Regions from separate parts of the Sus scrofa genome. Here regions 1 and 3 are each linked to region 2. Evidence: chromatin contacts called from public HiChIP or PLAC-seq data. All regions are on one chromosome and are shown on one strand. Each heading gives the region's core, a stretch centred on a gene start, on an enhancer-like site or on the middle of the called end of the contact. The rest is flanking DNA. Distances are from core to core; before and after follow the strand shown. Region 1 overlaps PDE4D (cAMP-specific 3',5'-cyclic phosphodiesterase 4D). Region 2 overlaps PDE4D (cAMP-specific 3',5'-cyclic phosphodiesterase 4D). Region 3 overlaps PDE4D (cAMP-specific 3',5'-cyclic phosphodiesterase 4D).

The links. HiChIP or PLAC-seq counts read pairs in DNA pulled down with a chosen protein or histone mark.
Region 1: an H3K27ac HiChIP or PLAC-seq map of skeletal muscle shows a contact between it and region 2. The contact joins two enhancer-like sites. A contact is called at or near these places in 8 of 47 Hi-C or Micro-C datasets (alveolar macrophages, brain, embryonic fibroblasts and 4 more) and 2 of 2 datasets of contacts at active chromatin or transcription factors (alveolar macrophages and skeletal muscle).
Region 3: a contact with region 2 is called in an H3K27ac HiChIP or PLAC-seq map of skeletal muscle. The contact joins two enhancer-like sites. A contact is called at or near these places in 5 of 47 Hi-C or Micro-C datasets (alveolar macrophages, embryonic fibroblasts, heart right ventricle and 1 more) and 1 of 2 datasets of contacts at active chromatin or transcription factors (skeletal muscle).

Annotation. Positions count from the first base shown.
Region 1 is chr16:38,037,202-38,041,954 of Sscrofa11.1, reverse strand. The region is part of intron 9 of PDE4D (cAMP-specific 3',5'-cyclic phosphodiesterase 4D); the gene reads left to right. Among named protein-coding and RNA genes, the nearest start is that of MIR582, 540 kb to the left of the region's middle. Within about 2 kb of position 2,569, at least 67 of the 83 cell types and tissues checked have an H3K27ac peak or open chromatin away from gene starts, as enhancers often do. A contact at or near this core is called in skeletal muscle, where this site is marked.
Region 2 is chr16:37,952,029-37,956,433 of Sscrofa11.1, reverse strand. All of the region lies in intron 9 of PDE4D (cAMP-specific 3',5'-cyclic phosphodiesterase 4D), which reads left to right. Among named protein-coding and RNA genes, the nearest start is that of RAB3C, 540 kb to the right of the region's middle. Within about 2 kb of position 1,368, at least 7 of the 83 cell types and tissues checked have an H3K27ac peak or open chromatin away from gene starts, as enhancers often do. A contact at or near this core is called in skeletal muscle, where this site is marked.
Region 3 is chr16:38,067,363-38,071,808 of Sscrofa11.1, reverse strand. The region is part of intron 9 of PDE4D (cAMP-specific 3',5'-cyclic phosphodiesterase 4D); the gene reads left to right. Among named protein-coding and RNA genes, the nearest start is that of MIR582, 510 kb to the left of the region's middle. Within about 2 kb of position 1,863, at least 7 of the 83 cell types and tissues checked have an H3K27ac peak or open chromatin away from gene starts, as enhancers often do. A contact at or near this core is called in skeletal muscle, where this site is marked.

The sequences.
Region 1 (4,753 bases), core at 1,320-3,819, 84 kb before region 2:
TTTATCACGCAGGCCTCTGCTCATAATTGGTTCAGATAATTAGTTTCTCAGGAGAAACATTCTTTAAAGGAATATACCCTTGTGGTTTTAGTGGTTCTCCTCAGTTTCTAACTCTGGTCACAAGAGGGAAATTACTATCTGTCCTTTGTTTGTACTACTTTTTTGTGCTTACCAATTTTATGATTCTCCCATTTTTTAAAAATCATTGGTATTATTTTTTTTCTTTCTTTCTTTTTTTAGGGCCACACCCAAGGCATATGGAAGTTCCTGGGCTAGGAGTCAGTAGAATCGGAGCTGCAGCTGTCAGCCTACGCCACAGCCACAGCAATGCCAGATCTGAGCCACATCTGTGACCTACCCCACAGCTCACGGCAACATGGGATCCATAATCCACTGAGAGAGGCCAGGGATCAAACACACAACCTCATGGATACTATTTGGGTTCATTACCACTGAGCCACATTATCCTTTAGTGAAGTTCGTGCCAGGCATTGTGATAGCAACTTAGCAAGCATCATCTCTAACCCTTTCAATAACCCTGAAAGGCAGGAACTATTATTCCTGTTTGACAGATAAGGAAACTGAGGCTTGGGCAGGTTAAGACATGCCCTAAAATTTGATAGTAGTAAGTGGTTAAGTCAAGCTTCCAATTCAGGCCTGTCTGACTCTGAAGCCGTCATCTTTCATCTCTGTCCATCTCTTTTCATTCCGGACCAGAATGTGATAACGCATCTGTCCCAAAAAAGTGCCAAAATTTTACTTTAAAAAGCAGATTAAATTCACTCCAGAGAAGATAAAACTAATATGGGAAGTGGTGGGGAGAAGGGCCACCATGAAGCAGGGAACTCTGAAGATCTTAGGTGGAAGGAAGGAAACATTAAGGCGATGGCTAGAATCAGGGATTGAATGAATTACGTTAGGATTGTAACATTACAATCAGCTGGCTGGAAGTCAGGTAGTAAATGAGGCAGAAAGATGCCTGGGTGCAAGGGGCTCACATATTTGGAACCCAGATAAATCTCTGCTTTTTCTTCCCAGGCTCTATCAGTATTTTTTTTTTTTTTAACCACCTGGATTTCATGTATATGTTATTTTGTTCCATTCTATTTAATAATCTTTTCACTAGTTGTGGAACTTACTGTAAACACAAAAAGGCAGTTATTAGGATTCTGTTCATCTAAAAATTCCTGGAAACGCACTTTAATCAAGCGACTCAGAATTATTCTTCACGATTGTATGAAAAATGGTAACGTCCTAGGCAAAATGGGTTTGGGCTTTAAATAATCAGGAGCAAAGTGTTGTCATGGAGAGAACATACCATTAGGGTGAGGTAGTTTATCAGCCCAGAAGCGTAATAGTTGCCTGACTTTGAACAAGTCATCAACCAGCTCTGAGCCTCAGTTTCCTTACATGAAAGTGAAAGGGTTAAAACAGATGTAAGTCAATACCCCTTTAATTTTGTGATTCTAAATAGTTCTAGGTGGAAGGAATGATTGTGCATTGCATTCATAGCTAAATGGCTTCTTCCCAGTACAGTTGCTCCTAATTATGGGTGGCTCAGTAATCTTCAAGAGGAACCAGTGTTATTTGGTTGGTGGATACCAATCCACTTTGATTTGCCTCCATCAGAGATTGGGAAGATGAAAGCTACCTAGATATGTACCATTCTGTCATCTTGTTAAATGACCTTGACTCCTTAAACATCTAGATTTGAACTGGAGACATTTCTGAAATGTTTTGGGGGTACATTTGGACCATAATAAACTCCACTGCAAATGAGTTTCATCATCACTATAACAGCTGCCCCAAAACTACTGGGTGGGAATTGAATGATGGATTTTATAAGGTAGCATCTAGGCTACCTTATAACTCCAGCCTTTGAGATCAGGCCTCTTAAAAAGTCAGGAGTATTAAGAGAAAAATATTAAAGTATCATTGATATTCAGCTATTTTTATTGCTGTTACTGTTGTTGATCAGCTATGATTCCTTCCCCGTTCCTCTCAACCTATTTTTTTTTTCTTTGTTCTAAAAAGAGGACTGCTTGCTGCAATCTGGAGAAATGAAAATGGGCTTGATTTTTGGACCCAGGCTCCAGTTATGACCCAGGGAGTAAGCAAGGGAGGAGGACCGCTTAACCAAGGGGGTCTTGTCCACAGTTTAGGGGGAAATCACCTTATCTAAGGCTTTAGTAAAACCTAAAGAATCATCAAAAGTAGGTCAGCTAGTCTTGACTTGGAGGAGGTGTGTACACACACACACACACACACACACACACACACACACACACACGGGGCAGATCTCTGAAAGGTGGGACATAGAGGAAGCCCTGTGACTCACTTAACCCTCTCTTCTCCTTTGGGGAGAACCTCTTCAGGAGAGACCACTAAGAAACAGTCTTAACTGGCAATCTGCCGCACAGAAGAAGGGTGTCTAGCTGAGCGCAAGGCTTGCTAGCAAAGAGGAGTGAGTCACTTTCATTTCTGAAATCCAGTCCACGTTTTACTGAGAGCCCAGACACCGTGAATAAGAGGAGCCTCTGAGGGCTGGTTTCTGATGTCGCACTAGGCACGATAAGAATGCCATTGACGTCAGCAGAGTCATCATCAGGGAGAATGGCACCCCAGCTCTTGAAACCACACCAAGCAATTGCAGTGCTTTTGAAAATTAAAAGCCGGTGCTTGGGGGGAGGGGGGAGGGGAGGAAGAGAAGAAAGCAAAGACGGGGGAGCTGGTGGCTCCAGCTGAACTCTTCTTTCTTTTATGCATTTCCTGTATGCGAAAAAGAGAGGCACGCGGGCGCTCCTGTGTGCAGCACACAGAAACTGCTTAAGCCCAGCCTCGGTGGGCATTTCGGCCTGAATTGTTTTGGGGGGGGGCAGGGGGCGGGCGTAGAGGGTGGGAGAAAGAGGGAGCCAAGTGAGAGAAAGAATTTAATTTGGTTAACAGTTCTGCATTCGGAGAAAACAAACCGTGCCACCCAGGTGCTGGACAGAGGCCCCAAGCCGCAGAAGAAAATACAAGCCTGTAGAATGAAATTGTTGAGCTAAAACTGATATGCTTGAAATGTGTGTTGATGAATAGATTACAAAGGAGGAATTAAACACTTCAAAAGAGCTACTACAAAGCAGTCTCCCTCTCCCCTCCCCAACATAGATGTGAACTCTTGAGTGTTTGTGTGTCTGCCTGAGAAAATGACAAAGTTGTGGGTTTGCAAAGGGAACACTGCGGGCAGGTTGTGATTTCAGCTTTCAGAGGTCGCTCCAAGAACATCACCTCCAGATGTAATTCAAAGGGTACCTCGACTGGAAAATGTCTTGGAGGTTAGGAAGTCTTTGAAAACAATTCTTTGGTGTAAATTGTTCCTGCTTTCAAATTCCGCAATTAATCTCACCCTTTCCTTCTCTTTCCCAGTCCCAACTGTTCTGCCAGCTCCACCCTCACTCCAGCACCCCTACCCACCGCCCTCCCAGTGATATTAAAACTCCATAGAACAGACTTGATATCAGAGCTTTATTTTACAGCATTGATTGGCAGCTCCCCAAGACCATAAAATCTTCTGCTGATTCCGATTTTAATATCCATATCCTTCAACTATACCAGAAAGAATGGTTTCTGAGCCGGGGGACATGTTAGAAGGGAAACAAAAGAACATATGCACACAAGCAGAATCTGGCAGAAAACGTGGACTTAATGAATCGCATTATTTGAACCTCCTATTGAAATGGACTGGTGAAAAAGGAACAGGAGAGAGATGCACAGAAATGGTTCTTACTTCTCAAAGGCCTTGTGTTTTTTTTGAAAAGGAAGAAGTGGCAAGCAGCACTCCTTTCAAATACACAAACAGTATCTGAGGGAGCACCCTCCTCTTCCTCCTATTTGTTCTTAAAAAAAAAGAACAAATGTTAAGCCTTAAGACGGGCTTCCTCATCTCATATGACTGAGTAAATAAATACAGGGAAAAGGAGTTTGCAAAGCACCTTTACTGTTTACACTTAGTGCATTAATGGAAAGATGCCTAATTAGCCATGTGATACTATTGGTCGCTCTGTTTGAAAGGACCCAGGTAAATCATTGTAACCTGGCTGACATTGGCTATCGTTGTTTGGTTTTCATTTTGGTTTTGTAACAGAGACTTAGAAATAGAGTATTTCTTTTCTTCCTCCCCCTTTTCCTCCCTCCTTCTCTCCTGCCTTCTCTCCTCCTCTCCCTTCCTTCCTTCCAAATACTTTTTCTTACCATCAAAAAAGAAAGAATTCTGGACCTACAGTCCCAAGATCTTAGCATGTCCTGGGTTGTGCCTGAGAGGGATCAGAGCCCCCACCCCACCCCCATCCAGTTGCAGGAGCCTGAGTGTGTGAAGGTGCCCTGGGTGATGAGGTGAGAGCTGGGTGGGGATGAGGAGGCAGAGGCCAGAGCCTTCTCCCAAGGCTTTTGTTGGCAAAAAAGGATAAAAGTACTGACTTTGAGGTTAATCCTGTCAACACAACACAAACTAAAATGTTTACATTCTCTTCACCTTTTCTGCAGTGTTGCCTTGATTACAGATGTTCTGACTTGTCTCCCCAGGTTGTTGCTGTTCCTGTCGGTGTGTCTGTCATCCCCCCATCCTGCCCCACCCATCCCCTCCTGTGGTTATCCGTTATTCTCAGTCCAGATCATTTCCTCCAGCAAAAAAAAAAAAAAAAAAGCCAAAACCCTTTCCCCCTCCTTTCTACCTACAGATTCCTTTTGTCTCTTGCTATTCCCTTCTCAG
Region 2 (4,405 bases), core at 119-2,618:
CTGAGCAAGACTCCATGGGAGGTCCTTTCCCTACACACACACACAGCCTTTGACCTCAGGCCCATGTGCTCGTTCATATTGTTTCTCTTAAAAAATCTTCTCACCCTCATCACTTGTTTCATTTTTTAGGACTTAGCCCCTTCCCACTCCACCTCTGATTTAAATTGCCTTCTGTTATTCTCCCATAGTGTACACGCTTCCTTCTTTCGCAATACTTTCTACAGTAGAGTATGCTAAAACCAACTATACCCGGGACACTAGGCTTTCCTTGGATAAGGGACACATTCTTTAATGTGTCTTGTTTTTGCAGACTCTGACTCTGATAAGGTGCATGGTACATATCTGGTGTTAAATGTTCCTGAAATTACTGAAGATACTAGAAGTCAATACAACCCAATCTTATGTTTATTTCATTAACATAATTCTATTGGAGCCTTCAGCAGCCCCAGGGGAAAAAAAAATCAAAGATAGTCAGAAGACAAGGAAAAAACTCACAAAAATATGTACACCTTTCCTTTGGAGGTTTTTTGAAGTAGTAAGTGAAACTTTATGTATTTCCTATGATTTCAAAACAAGAACCTGACGCCGGAACTACACTTGGAAATGAGAGTAGCTTGCCACTGGCAAGCTCTGCTTAAACCTGTTACACATACACATTGAAAGTGAATCCAACTCCTTCATGTATTTCCCATCAGATAAAATGTATAGAGAGAAAAAAAAAAAAAGTCAACAAAAGTTAGAGCTAAAGTGCACAAATCCTTGATGTAGTAAATTCAGGCAGTGACAGCTCAAAGCAATACATGGTGGAATGGAAATCGTTTTCCTCCAGTCCTACCTGTTTGATAAAGGGTTGTTGTTTTCCATTTAATTTTAGGAAAAGTATGAATCAGCCATCAGCGTTCGTATTTATATTTTTGAATTAAGTGGAAGCAAATGGTATCCAAAGTAAGTGACATTTTGTTTTGACTGGTTCTCTTCATTTACACCAATAGGTCTGTGTAGGGGTTATGACAACTTTATACAGACCTATAATCAGTCAACTGCTGGCAGAGAAACTGACATCCACACAGTCACACATCACATAGAGTGGATCCTTTTACCTCAATGGTCACCATCGCTGTAAGCTGTGAGTAAGGGTAAACGGCTGAACGTTTCAGAAGAAAACAACCTCAGCCTCCAGCTCACTGTTGTGGCTCTGAGGTGATTGCTTTTTTTCCTTTTCGAGAGGAAGCTGCTGCTTCAGCATCTTCCCTTGGAGCCCCTGGCACCATTTCAGGCCATGTGTCAGGGGAACCCTTGATCGCATCACAATGACGGAAGCCAAGTGCTGGCCTGCAAGAATTGAGGACTGTTTGTTCACAGAAGATCCTGAGCAGAATCACGGGTGTTACATAGTTCAAGGGGGCCTTGAAGGAAACCAATGCTACCGTAGGAGGGGACTTGCAACGGCTCAAGTTATTTCTCAGTTGCTCTTCCATCGTCCTCTCCTGGCTTTTGTGGAATTTAGCCAACAGTGGTTGATTAGGCAGTTTCTCCCTGTAGTTCCTTGACCTAGAAAGATTTTGGACAGGGAAATAGAAGAGTTTTCATATATTTTCAGGTAGTGCCATAGTGACTACTGCTCTCCAGGGAGAAAAGTATTTTATTAATGAATGCAGTGTAAGTTCTTGGTAAAACCCAAAATTAAACCAGCTCACTGTTTTTGTCCTGCAAGTATCGGTGACATTTAGGTGTGTTGTTTGGTGTGATGACTCAATTTCCTGTAGGATAGCTGGCAATTCCACATCGAGGCTTTTTTAGAAGGGATGAAAAGGTCAGTTACTCAATGTCTCAGAACATTTGGGGTTAAAATTCCTAAAAGTTAAGCTTTAAAACTGACTGAAAAACTGTGGCTAGCCATGTTGCTTATAAACCTAGGAATTTGGTGAAAGTAGAATATTCAGCTCTACGCTAATATCAACAGTAATTCTTTATTTGAGCAACAGTTTTATAGAACAAACTGTTCTTTGCTCTGTAGTTAGTAATTATTTTCTTACTTGTTGGTATGTAAATGTGCTCTGGTCATTTTTTTTTCTTTTTTCTTTTTTCTTTCTCCAGACTCATGCAGAAGTAGTTAGAGTTTAAAATAGATACACAGACTACATTTTTTTAAGCTGTTTTTTGGGGGGAGAGGGCTTTTTTTCTTTTTTTTTTTTTTTTGGCTTTTTGCCATTTCTTGGGCTGCTCCCCCAGCATATGGAGGTTCCCAGGCTAGGAGTCAAATTGGAGCTGTAGCGACCGGCCTACGCCAGAGCCACAGCAACGCGGGATCCGAGCCGCGTCTGCGACCTACCCCACAGCTCATGGCAATGCCGGATCGTTAACCCACTGAGCAAGGGCAGGGATCGAACCCCTGGTGCTCAGACTTTGGAAAAGTTGGAGAGCAGGGGAGAGGAATGTAGAACACTAAGCCATTGAGGTGTGGAGAGGGGATTCCTGTCTTCTGGATATAACCAGTGACTGGCAAGATGGCAGTGAGTAATCCTAGATACAGGAGTTATGCATCTTCAACCCACTGGATATGCTAACTATGGGTGGTTCAAATCACCTAAAATAAGTTAATTTTCTTTTAAAAATTCCTACATCCTGATTTTATACCACTAGAGGGAAGAAAAAGGCCAAAACAAAACCAATAGTACCTATACTACCATCCCAACTAGGTAATGCTGTAGTTGCTTATGGCAGATGTTAAGTAAAATGAAAACGTGTTATGGTCATAGGCTTAATTGTTATGTGTGATCTTTAGGGTATGGGATTACAAGGAACTTTCTTTGTTACAACTTTGTGTAATGTTTCAAATTTTATAACAAGCCCGTTATATTTTTATATTCCTATACTCAAAGGAAAGGCTATACAGATATTTTATACTTATGATTTATGAGGCTCTTCCTCTCTTGTTGGGAAAGCTCCAGTCTTACACTTTAGTTCACTCGGCAGGGTTTAGGCAGTTTTTTGTTCACCTGAAGTATACTTTACAGAGATTGGTACAGAAAAAAAAAAAAAAAAGTGGAATAAAAGACAATTTTTAACCTAGAATTCTCAAAGTGAATAGCAAATAGTTCAAGAATCATTGATAACAGTGAGCCACATGGCCCATGTAACAAATATTTTGAAAGTTATTCTAACTTTTACAAATTTTATATAAAAACCTCTCTGAAAAATCCCAGAAGCCTGAGATTCTGTCCATGAAATTTTTGGTTGTGCCGCTGATCATTTATGGAGTCTAAATTTCAAGCATAGAATCTCTTCTCCAATACCTGTAGATTTGATTCGAAGACAAAGAAGAAGAATCTCACCAACTTCATGTAAGCTCTTCAATGCATTCTTTCTAATTGACAATAATAAAGTTTTGTAAAACGACTCTAGAGAGTTTGGATTTTTACCCCTCTGTAAGGTATGCTCATCTGCATGTAATACAGTGACTTTCTCTGCAATTGATCCCTTACTGTAGAACTGCCCCAGGGTCAGCTTTTGTAAATAGAAACTGCTTCCATAACATGCCTTTGGATGTGGTGTTTTCATCTTCTCCCCTTTGTAAGCTTTATTCTGTGCATAATGACAACAGATACTCTTTCCCTTGACTTCCCAATACCATCCTGCTCCTTGATTTGCAATTCCATTGACTGACTTGGAAGGACGTATGCATAACAGGTGTAAATTTCCCATGGCCCGAGTGCAGCCACATTGCTGTTCCGGTAAGATAACTCTTACGACAATTGTCAATGTGAAAATATAGCACATTGTCAAATCTGTGAATTGTAAAGCTTTCCGACCCACAACATTGTATGTTTTTGTTTGCCTGTTTATGTGTATCCCCAAATTTAGACTTCTGGAACCTAGCAGGGGCTGGGCTGGGTATAGAGAGTCTGGTTTTAATGAAAATACTTTTGATTCCCACAGTCACCCTGTCCACTTGAAGTAGGTAGATCCTAAATCCTCAGAAACGAATCCTCAGTAACCTTAAAACCCCAACCCACAGAAACAGTTGCGCGGGTCATAAATAACCCTCTTTGTGCCGCCCCTCGGGCTCTCCCCCGAAAGCTCGGAGACACCAAGGCTCCTCTGCCAGTCTGGGCGACCGGGAGGGGCTCGGTTCCGCGGGGCGCGCGGGATCCCCGCGGGGCAGGTGCGCGGCCGCGCGCGCGTGCGCGTTAGGTCTCTCCTGAACCCCTGAACCCCGCGGCCGGCCGAACCCCAGGCGGCGGGCGACCTAGCGGCGGGCGCTCCACGCCGGGTTTTCCGCCGCTCCCCTCGTACCGGCCCCCGGCAGCCCCACGGACACACACGTTCCCGCTCGCGCCTCCCCGGCTGGGCTCTCGAGCGAGCAGCGCGGGCTGTGCCGGGTGATGCGTCGGCTAGGCGGCCG
Region 3 (4,446 bases), core at 614-3,113, 110 kb before region 2:
TTATTTGAACTATGTAATGAAAATCTTTAAAAGGTGTTAGGCTCATTCTTAAGCCCTTGAAGACGTGCACTGAAAGTAATTAAATCATTTTTACTGGCTCTGGTCATCATTACGCATGTCTACTTTTATACTTCTCTGTCATTCACAAATACCGAAGGATCTATGAGCTCTCCCCGTACTATAAAGGGCCCCTAACTTTGCTACACTTTAGTGTTTCATCTGCTGCTCCCAGTGGTTACTTTGGGTTGTTGCTACTGACCCTACCCTTGGTGCCATCTTCTTTGATCTGCTGCTCCTTCCTCCTTGACAAACCAGGTTACAAAGCCATTGCATCGAGCCTAGAGTGAGAGCAAATTAACTCCAAATAGTAATGAATTTGAGGGCAATCCATCTTTAAGGAAGGGCTTTAGGATATTTATTTATTTATTTTTACTTCCTCAATACATTATTTTTTTTTTCCTACTGTACAGCAAGGTGACCCAGTCACACATACATGTATACATTCTTTTTTCCTCACATTATATTTAATGCATGTCACAAATATGTTTTTTGAAATCAATTTACTTGCCTGTTGTGGAGTTCTTTTCACCTACTTACTAGGTGTAAAGAATAAAATAATGCAAATCTCTGGATTACTCATCGCTGGATAAGTAAATTGTTACTGTACTACTAGAACTAATAAAATGAATACTGATTTATCATTAAGTGATCAACAAAGGTATATTTAATTCTGTGCTCTGTGTTTCAGGGAAAGTGTTTAATTCTTTAAAAAATTTTTTATTAAAGTATAGTTGATTTACACTGTTGTGTCATTGTCTGTTGTATAACAAAGTGACCCAGTTAATACATATATATATATATATGTATGTACATTCTATTTCTCATATTATCTTCTGTTATGTTCTATCACAAACGGTTGGACATAGTTCCCTGTGCTATACAATAGGAAAGTATGTTTAATTCTTTGCTCTGGGTTTCAAGGAAACAGAAATGAATAAGATATAGTCTCATCTCAAGAATTTAGCAAGATACAATTGTACCTAAGAAAAAGGCACCAAGAATCTTAGTCCCAGGATTGTGTCACAGAGAGGAAGTATAAGAATTCAGAAGAGCCAAAGATCAAATTCAGACAATAATAAGCAGTGATGGACCTTGAACATTTCCCACATACTATAGAGTTAGTTACATGGCCCACCTGGCTAGACTTTTATAATGTGGGAGTTAATGGATGATCACTACCTAACCTTGGAGATTTAGGATTGCTTCCAGCATCCCAGTAAAATAGACCTTTTCACCCAGAACCATTTGCTATTACAAAAGAGAGGTGAGTGCTTGTGATTTATTAACATTCCTTGCTCAGCATCTGGCACTTAGCTTGTGAAACTTGTGGAAAGATCAATGACCTCAGGGTTTAAGGGCCAGAGCTATAATCCCAGCTCTGTCACTTAGCTTCCTGTTTAAAACTTTTGTCAGTAATTTAACCTGTTTTTTCTTCAATAAAATGAGGATATTAGGTGAGATAATATCTAAGGACTCAGTTAAATCTTTGTATAATGTTTTACTGTTTTAAAAAATTCATGCTTCTAATTCCCTTTATTTTCTTTAGTTATATTCCCCTAAAAAGTGAATAAAAGATATACTAAGTTGGTATATGAATTCTACTTTTTCCAGTGTGGCTCTTGAGAGAATACTCTTGACACCATTTGCTGTTTTGCATTTTCAACAAAGAGTTAAAAGAAAATTCTGACTCCCCTGGCTAGTCATCTCTCCAGTTGGCAAAAGTCTTCATGTGGACTTGATGGTTGCCTGGAGCAACAAAATATTAGGGACAGAAACATATTCAGGGACTCGATTGTATAAGTGACTCAGAGCTGAGAGACCTTTTCCAGCTTGACAAGAGCCCATACTTAGCTAGAGAGGGTATTTGTCTATGCCTGTCCACACTATTCCTCTGACTTAGAGGTGCCTAGGATTTTGCTAAAATACAGAAATACAGAAACTAGCCTGGAAACCTGCAGTGGGGAGTTAAATGATCAGAAGGCAATCTTCTTCATTCAGCATACCATACCACACATGAACAATCACGTAGGATGAGTAAATATAAACAAGATGAAGAGACTGATCATGGGCTTTGAAGAGCAGATACCAAGAACATTATGAGAACTCAATAAAAATTTACTCTAAGAGCCACAATTCAAAGCCAGTTATCTCTTTTGAGTTGGGAGATCCCAGTGGAGGAGTTCCTCCTGAAAATCCTTATGCTTTTCCTTCCCTCGGTTGGAACCAGACATCTCTATGCTCTGAGCTAAAATGTGAATTTTTTAAAAGTTTTTCTGTTTGTAAAATCCTTAAATCCTGAGGCCAGCCCCTCTTGGTTTCATCCCTCTGTCTGTGTCTGCGATACCAATTACTCAAGCTTGTTAAGAGAGTTATTAGCATCCGGGAGTCCTGTCTTTTGCTTCCAGTCAGTGTTGCCTGGAGCAAGAATTAGAAGAAGATTAGTCAAGTCTCCTTCCTTGAAATCCTTTCTCTTTAGCTGTTTAACTAGGTTTCATTTTAATTATGTGTTCAGTTGGTGTTCTTTATCCAGTACATGTTCTTCCCACTTGCACATGAACAAGTTCATGATGATAATGGTAACAGTTATCAACTAAATTACTTTTTCTCCTACTTGAATATTTATCGAGTGTCCTTAAGATTGGAAGCTGACCTTCTTCGTGTGGACACTGTGATTTGTCATGAATATTCTTTTTGAGTGATTGGAAATATAGTCTTACACTCAAATGGTTTACAGTAGTAACTCTTAGGCTCATAACCATAGCAGCTGTTTGGAAACATGGCTTCAGATCACTTGTTTGCAAATGTCTTTTTCCATACAACCCTGCGTGGAGTGGAACCCATATACGTTACTTGACATGTGAAACACATGTGACCCTGGCAGATGATTTGGCCGACCTTGAAAACTACAGCTGTTTAGTCACTTTAAAAACAACCTGATACAAGTGATTTACTAGGCTTGGGCATAAACCATTTTATGCTGACTGATGGGAATTCTGACCCTTCAGGGAAAGGGAGGAAAAAAAGCATAAGACAACGGAAATGTGTCATCTTGGGTGTTAATATTGTCATTAATTTTAATATGTTTCTTTATAAAAACTGCAATGAAGACTGCTTAGTGTGATGAGAGAAAAGTAATAATATCCATGTGGCTTTATTTTGCTTTATTTTAAATAAATTTAATGAAGGAGTCCAAGTCTTAACTTTGTTTCCTCTCATCCATATCAAGAGCAATCTATAATCTTCTAAAAAGATCAGTGCTTCCTTATTTACTATAAAAGATGTTCCCTTCTTAAGGATTACATGGTGGAGGGTTAACATGCTCTTCCAAGGCAGTGCTGTGTGTGCTCCAGCTGCTGTATATACACACTATTTTCGTTAGACTTTTGTTCAGCTAGAGTGAAAGAGGTCTGAAAAATTATGATTTAATCAAGATAGAAATTTACCTCCCTTTCCTATAAAAGAGATCCAGAACAGGATTCAGGGGTGATATGGCTGAATCACCCATATCAGCTCCAAGACCATCAGGGACCTATGGTTCTTTCAAATTAATTCCTCCATCATCCCTAGGTTATAGGATTTGCCTCCATGTTCCAAAATAATTTCTAGAGCTCTAGCCATCTCATCTAAATGCCAGCATCAAGACAGAGAAAGAGAGGAAGAACAGCAAACCCCTACCTTTTCAAGGAGACTTCCCAGAAAGCCCATGTAGTGCTTCTATGTATATCTCTTGGACTCAGACTTTACCACATGTCACATTTAGCTCCAAAGGATACTGGGAAGTAGTATTTTTTCCCTGGCAATCCCCTAATTTGAGGATTTCAATCTACTTTGAGTAAACGAGGCCTTACCTAACCTCTCCTTCTTGTCTACCCAGTTTCTCTCAAATTCTTTGACATCCTGTTCTTGTACATCTTGGGAAGAATCCAACCCTCTGTCAGTTTCACAATCTGCCTTTTCCACTTCCTTACCTGAACTCCTGGTTCAGGGGGGAACCCCACATCACAATGCTTCAAACTAGCATTCCAGTATAGCTGGACCATCAGTTTCACTAGACATTTTGTCCTTGCTCTGCTCCCTCTCTCAGCCCCCTTGTGTTTATTCCAGACCTCCTCCCCATTTTCAAGGCCCCCGGGCCAGCAGCTGCTCATCACCTTTCAGCAAATGACCTCACTTGTTGCTCAGTTGATAAAATCATTGTCAGAACAGGAACTGTCTCATCCCTCAGATCCTCTTACTGCCATCCAGACCCATCCTTTGCTCCCTGCTTCCCATCTCAGCAGATGATGTGGTCCTTTTCCCTCCGGCTCTAAGTCATCCCTGCTTCTCTGCTCCTGACCCTCTCTCCTCTCAGCACCTCCAGGTCCTTGCTCCATCTATTTCCTTTTT